Regions from separate parts of the Mus musculus genome. Here region 1 is linked to region 2. The links are chromatin contacts, called in public promoter capture Hi-C maps. All regions are on one chromosome and are shown on one strand. Each heading gives the region's core, a stretch centred on a gene start, on an enhancer-like site or on the middle of the called end of the contact. The rest is flanking DNA. Distances are from core to core; before and after follow the strand shown.

Region 1 (2,910 bases), core at 74-2,573, 240 kb before region 2:
CAGGTTTTGTCCCCAGTATCTACATCGGAACTCCAGCTCCAGGGAGTCGAACGCCCTCATCTCAGAACTGAGATGTCTGCTATGGTGGTTTTAATCAGAGGTCACTAGAGAAGCCCACGTGCCCAAAGTGTGCGTTTATACAGAGTCTCCATGGGGTGGCAGCAGTTCTTCATGTACATGGAAAATTGATTTACTCAAATTTTTAATTATTTTTTTCTGGCAACTAAGGTTGTTTTTACACACATCAACTTTGCCTGCCTTGAAATAATACCTATCATTTAAAAGTATTGAAACTGGACAGACGCGGTGATGTACGTCTGTAATCTCGGCGTGAAGTTGAAAGTCATCGCCAGGGCTACATGGAACCCTGTGTCTGAGGGTAATTTGTATGGGCTGTGGAGATGGATAGGTGGGCGAATGCGCTTGCTGCCTGGTCCCATGAGCTGGGTTAGATCTCTTGGACCCGCATGGTGGAGGGAAAGAACCAGTTCTCATGGGCTGTCCTCTGATCTCCGCATGTGCACCATGATATACACACCTGCCCCAACACACAAACAAGTAAATAGATGTTAAAAACTGATAAAGGAAGGCCCGGGAACATTGGCCTCTGTCTCTCACAAGTTAGGTGCACACAACACAGAGAAGGTTTGTTTCCTTTCTTTTCTTTTTTTTTTTTTTTTTTTAGGATTTATTTATTATTATAAATACGTACACTGTTACTGTCTTCAGACACACCAGAAGAGGGCGTCAGGTCTCATTACGGGTTGTTGTGAGCCACCATGTGATTGCTGGGATTTGAACTCAGGACCTTCGGAAGAGCAGTCAGTGAGTGCTCTTACCCCCTGAGCCTTCTCACCAGCCCCTCTTGGGTCATTTCTAAGTTAAAAATTCAACTCCTATTCCCACTACTGGGAAGACTGTTGTATTTGCTGCCCTGTTGAATAAAATGAAGCAAGCTGGGTGTGGTATTATCTCCTGAAAGCGTTTCATGCTTTGGGACTGATGAAGTTTGTCCTATTTTCCTCTTTCAGGCTGGCTGTCCTGATTTCTTTTTTTTTTCCAGTAATTTATTATTTAGTGCCACATACATTTTTCGTGTGTGCCCTCGCATGCCGTCGTGTCTGTGCATGTCATGTGGCATGCATGTGGAAGTCAGAAGACAACTTGCATGAGTTGACTCTCTCCTTCCACCATGTGGGCTCCTGGGGTTCGACCAAAGGTCGCCAGACTTGGCAGCAATCGCCTTTACCCTCGGAGCCATCCCTCCTTCCCTTGTCTCTATTGTCTTCGGATTGATACTCATCTCCGCTTACACAGGGAGGAAACCAATCAGCAAATGGCCAGCCTTACAGGATTGAGACAGAGAACCAAATACAGAGTGGGTGGCCCTGACACTGGAGAAGGGTTTCAGCCTGAGAGTCAAGGGCTGGGAAGATTAAACAGCTGTGCAGGGGCTCCCCTCTGACTAGGTAAGGTTGTCACCTGAACTTTCTAAGCAGTTTTGTTTTGCAACAAGGTCTCATATAGCCAAGAGTGACCTTGAACTTCTGACCCTCTGGTCTCCATCTGCTGAGTGCTAGGATACCAGGTACAGCCAAGCCTAGCTCTGTTTGGTTTTTTCTTCGTTTTTCCGAGACAGGGTTTCTCTGTATAGATCTGGCTGTCCTGGAACTCAGAAATCCTGCTGCCTCTGCCTCCCGAGTGCTGGGATTAAAGGCGTGCACCACCATGCCCAGTTTAGCTCTGTTTTTAAATGTGTGTGTGTGTGTGTGTGTGTGTGTGTGTGTGTGTATGTGTGCATATGTGTGTATGTGGGTTTGTGTGCATGTGTGTGTGCACGTACCTGCCACAGTATGCATGTGGGAAGTGAAGATCATAGGTGTCAACTTCAGGAGTCAGATCTTTCCTATCGTCTTGGGTCTCAGACTCAGACTCGCAGGCTTTTCTGCGAGCTCTTCACTGGATGAACCATCTCACCAGCTCTGGACTGCTTCTCGAGACAGAGGCTTGCACTACAGCCCAGGGAGTCTGGCATTCACTGTGTAGCTCAGACTGGCTTTACACACCTGTATACCTACCTCCTCCTCAACCGCCTGACTGTTGGGCTTCATTAGTAAGATTCCATAGAGCACTCTCTGGCCTCTCTCTCTCTCTCTCTTTTGCCCCCCTTTCTCTCTCTTCATGTGTTCCCAGTCGGTCTTTTCCCTTCTTCCTCTCTTCCCTCTCTTTCTGTCCCTCTCTGTCCCCTGTCTTTCCCACAATCCCTTCTCATCCCCTCTTCTCATGCCCTCAAATAAAATTCATTTTATTAAAAAAAAAAAAAAAAAAAGACTTCATAGCAGCTGTGTAGTGATGGTGGAGCACCGTCTTTGTCCCAGCACTCAGGAGGCAGAGGCAGGCAGAGCTCTGTGAGTTCGAGGCCAGCTTAATCTACAGGGTGAGTTCCAGGACAGTCAAAGCCTCATAGAGAACCCCGTCTCGAACCAACGGGGAAGATAGTGTTTCACAGGAGCCTTTGCGTTTATTTATTGGGCAGAGGCACACATGTCTTAGCGCTGGTGTAGAGATCAGAGGACAACCTCCAGGAGTCGAGTCTCTCTTTTGAGCATGTGAGTTGAGGGGTTTGAACTCACAGTCCCCAGCCTTGGCAGCAAGCACTTTTATCCGATGAGCCAGCTCGCTGGCCCCATGGCATCCCTTCAAGCCTGCCTCTTTGCAGACTGACTCAACATTGAAAGTGGTTTGCTGGTGAGCTATAATTTGCTAGGTCTTTAATTTAATATAATTAAGGCATTCCTGAAATCCGTACCTCTGCAACAGAAGTCACCGAGGTGACTCCTCAGGGACGTGACTGCCCTAGCTCCCTTCTGTCTTGTGTGTCTCTGCCCTAAAGTGGTGCCAAAAATAACA
Region 2 (2,954 bases), core at 333-2,832:
GAACTTTTAACAGGCCCTTCCCCCTGAGCCCAACTGGTAGGAGACAAGACAGCAAGGCAGGGGAAGGAGGGAGGGGTCTGTGTTTGCTGTTCATTTAACTTAATCTTGACCCATAACGTATCCATTCCTTTGGCAAGGAGGTAAGAGCATCCTCGCTTTAAATCCCCCTCCCCCCCTCCCCCCAAACCAGACCCATCATAATGGTAAGTGAATGGTAAGGGGTTTGAGTCAATGGTAGCTTGCTCCAATTCCCACTGCATAAGGGGAAATGGGCAATGAAAAGAAAAGGTAGTCTGACTAATCTAACAGGAGTTTATGAAGTCAAACACATCCAGCAACGGGAAAAAAAAAAAATCTAAGATTAAAAAAAAATATTTTTTTTCTTCTTTTTCTTCTTACCTCCCAAGGCCTTCCACTATTTTTCTCCCCCTGGAACATCCAAGCCCAGGTTCCAGGCAGATCCATCAACACGTCTGCTCCTCCCCTTCCATGGTTCAAAATCCCCCCCCCCCCCCACTTCGCTGGACCCCCAAAGAGAAAAGAAATCAGCGACCCTGGCCCTGCTGCCCCTCCCCCGCTGCCTGCACCTCTTCTCCCCTCGCAGGCACCTGGAGATAAACATCTACTAATGATTTTATGATATTTCTGTTCTGGGGTAGACCGACCTCAGCGCCATCCCTCCCCGCTTGCCAATGGCTACAGGGGGGCCGGCCCAACTGGGAGGAGGGTAGTGGTGGTGGTGGTGGTGGTGGATGGATGGGGGGATGGGGCGTGTTTAGTTTGTAAATTTCCTCCTCCAGATCCCCACACCTGTTTTTCATTCATTCATTCGTTCATTCATTCATTCACGGATGCATCATAGAGGCCATTTAGGGAGGTTACTCGGGATCTCGGGGAAGGGACTGAGACGGGAGGGGGGGGTGTTGGGTGTTGGTGGCAGCAGTTGGAGGCGCAGTGGGGTGGGGGCTTCTGGGTGGAGGGGACCCCCACTAGAGAGCACAGGGGTGGCTTTGTCCGATGCAGGAGAATGGCAGAGATTAGGGGGGGATGAAGTTGTTTTGCACTGCGTCCCCCCGGGGTGCGCCTCTTTGTCTGTCCCGGGGCTGGTACCATGAGCCCCCCCCGACACCCCCCCCCCCCGTCAGCCATCCCCTCGCCCCTTACTCTCTTTCTCTCACCTGGTCTTGGAAGACAGGAAGGCAAGTTTGATGAGGCCGTAGGTGAAGAGCGGGATACTCTCCTTGGCGACGCTGGCAACTTGCAGCCGGTGTTCCAGAATGTGCAGTTCCATCGTCCGCCCAGGGCTCCTCCACGGCGGATCATCCGCGGTGGCCCGAGTTGGGGGGGGGGGGACGGGGACGAGCCGCGGCCCCCGCCCCCTGTGCGCCCCAAGCCGTGGGGCAACCGGCCCAGGGAAGGGGGCCCGGAGCTCGATGCCGGGTTGATTCGTACTCGAGCCAGAAAAAGGAAGCTTGGCAAGTTGCAAAAAAAGGAGGCCTGGGGAGGACCTGCGGGGTGCAGCAAGCTACGGGGTGGACAAGCAAACAGCGCCCGGCTGAGCGCGGCGCCCGGCGCAGCAGCAGCTGGTGTTCGCTGTAACAAACAACTTGCCACTCAAACGCCGGGCCCGTGATGCGCAGGCGCCAGCCGGGAGGCCACGCAATGCCAATCGGGATTTGTAGTCCGCGCGCGCGCTTTTACGCGGCCCTCCCCCCAACCCCCCGGACTACTCCAGCTTGCTGATGTCAAGCCAGGGGGGCTGGGCTGCTGCGCCACGGTGCCCTGGGAATGCAAGATTTCGGGGTTCCCCAGGGACACAGAGGAACCCGATGGGACATATAGGGAATTTGGAGCGGATTTAAGCTTAGATGCATGCTCTTTAATCGCTCAAACTCAGGATTAGGTACTTTCTTTGGGGTGTCAATCGAGAACCCCTTTCCTCAACAAGCAACTCCAGCGTTGGAAAAGGCCTGATCCTGCCAGAGGAGAGATTTAGAGGAATCGGTGATTGTCGTTCAGGGAAGGAAAGCAAAAGAAGAGTTGGGTTAGATAGAGAAGGGTGCCGGCTTCCTTGGAAAAGGGTGCTGGGGGCTGAATGAGAGCACGCAGGCAGGGGGAGGGGGGCGCTCAGAGGGAGAGCTGCGCGGCCTTCCAGGCAGAAGGAACACCGTGTCCAAACGCACAGAAGCGTGAAAGCCCCCACGGTACTGTGTTTGGCTTTGTTGCTGCGGAAAATGTGAGGGAGGATAGAGATAAGGCAGGCACGGGAACCAGGACCCGGGTCTCCGGGATCATGGGTGCAAAGCTGCTGAAGTAACTGTGGATCTGGGAGGGTGGAGGGGTAAGGGGGAGCGGGAGGGGGTTACCGGGGTGAGGTGGAGAGCGGAACTGAATCTGAATGAGAGTTATCCTTAGTGTTTCTAACCCCAGGCTTGAGTGCTGTATGGGGGACCTGTTTAGCAAATATTCTGCCCGCCCCTCCCGCCCCTCTCCCTTTCATGGCTGACTAGGTTTTGAAATCCTCTAGGTTAAAGTTACTGACTAGTGCTTTTGCCCTTTGGCAGAGTGCTTTGACGTTGTGGTGGGTCAAGTCTACCTGACGAGGCGAACAGGGAACTCTTCGGGGAGAAAATCCTGCCTGTCAATCTCATATTCTCAGTTCCCTTCTATCAGATGGGGGCTTATTGTGCTGCCTCATACCCACTAAAGGGCGTGAAACCCAGAATTCTCACTATGTCTTTTAATGTAGTTAAAGATTGGGCCTTCGAGATGGCTCAGTGGGTAAAGACGCTGCCAAGTTTGCTGACCTGAGTTCGATCTTCTGGACCTTGGAAGGAGAGAATGGAACCCTGCAGGTTGTTCCTCTGATTTGTACATGCGTGCACACACGTAATTTCAATAAATAACTGATAGCTCTATTTTTCTTTTGTTTTGAGACAGAGTCTCGTTTATCT

The links. Promoter capture Hi-C pulls out the DNA fragments that hold promoters and counts their contacts.
Region 1: a promoter capture Hi-C map of embryonic stem cells shows a contact between it and region 2, with 2.7 times the contacts expected there. The contact joins the enhancer-like site here to the promoter of Castor2 in region 2. A contact is called at or near these places in 4 of 39 promoter capture datasets (embryonic stem cells, pre-B cells, stem cell-derived epiblast-like cells and 1 more), 4 of 484 Hi-C or Micro-C datasets (embryonic stem cells and pre-pro-B cells), 1 of 115 datasets of contacts at active chromatin or transcription factors (pancreatic cancer cells) and 1 of 9 other capture datasets (pancreatic islet).

What each region holds. Positions count from the first base shown.
Region 1 is chr5:134,338,759-134,341,668 of GRCm38.p6, reverse strand. No RefSeq gene overlaps it. Among named protein-coding and RNA genes, the nearest start is that of Gm46925, 8.3 kb to the left of the region's middle. Within about 2 kb of position 1,323, at least 20 of the 459 cell types and tissues checked have an H3K27ac peak or open chromatin away from gene starts, as enhancers often do. A contact at or near this core is called in embryonic stem cells and stem cell-derived epiblast-like cells, where this site is marked.
Region 2 is chr5:134,098,376-134,101,329 of GRCm38.p6, reverse strand. It overlaps Castor2 (cytosolic arginine sensor for mTORC1 subunit 2), which reads right to left and starts at 1,582. Exons shown (of 9, transcript NM_030719.3): 1 at 1,179-1,582. The coding sequence starts at 1,291. Gm15627 (predicted gene 15627) reads left to right here and starts at 1,689. Exons shown (of 2, transcript NR_166664.1): 1 at 1,689-2,204; 2 at 2,565-2,918.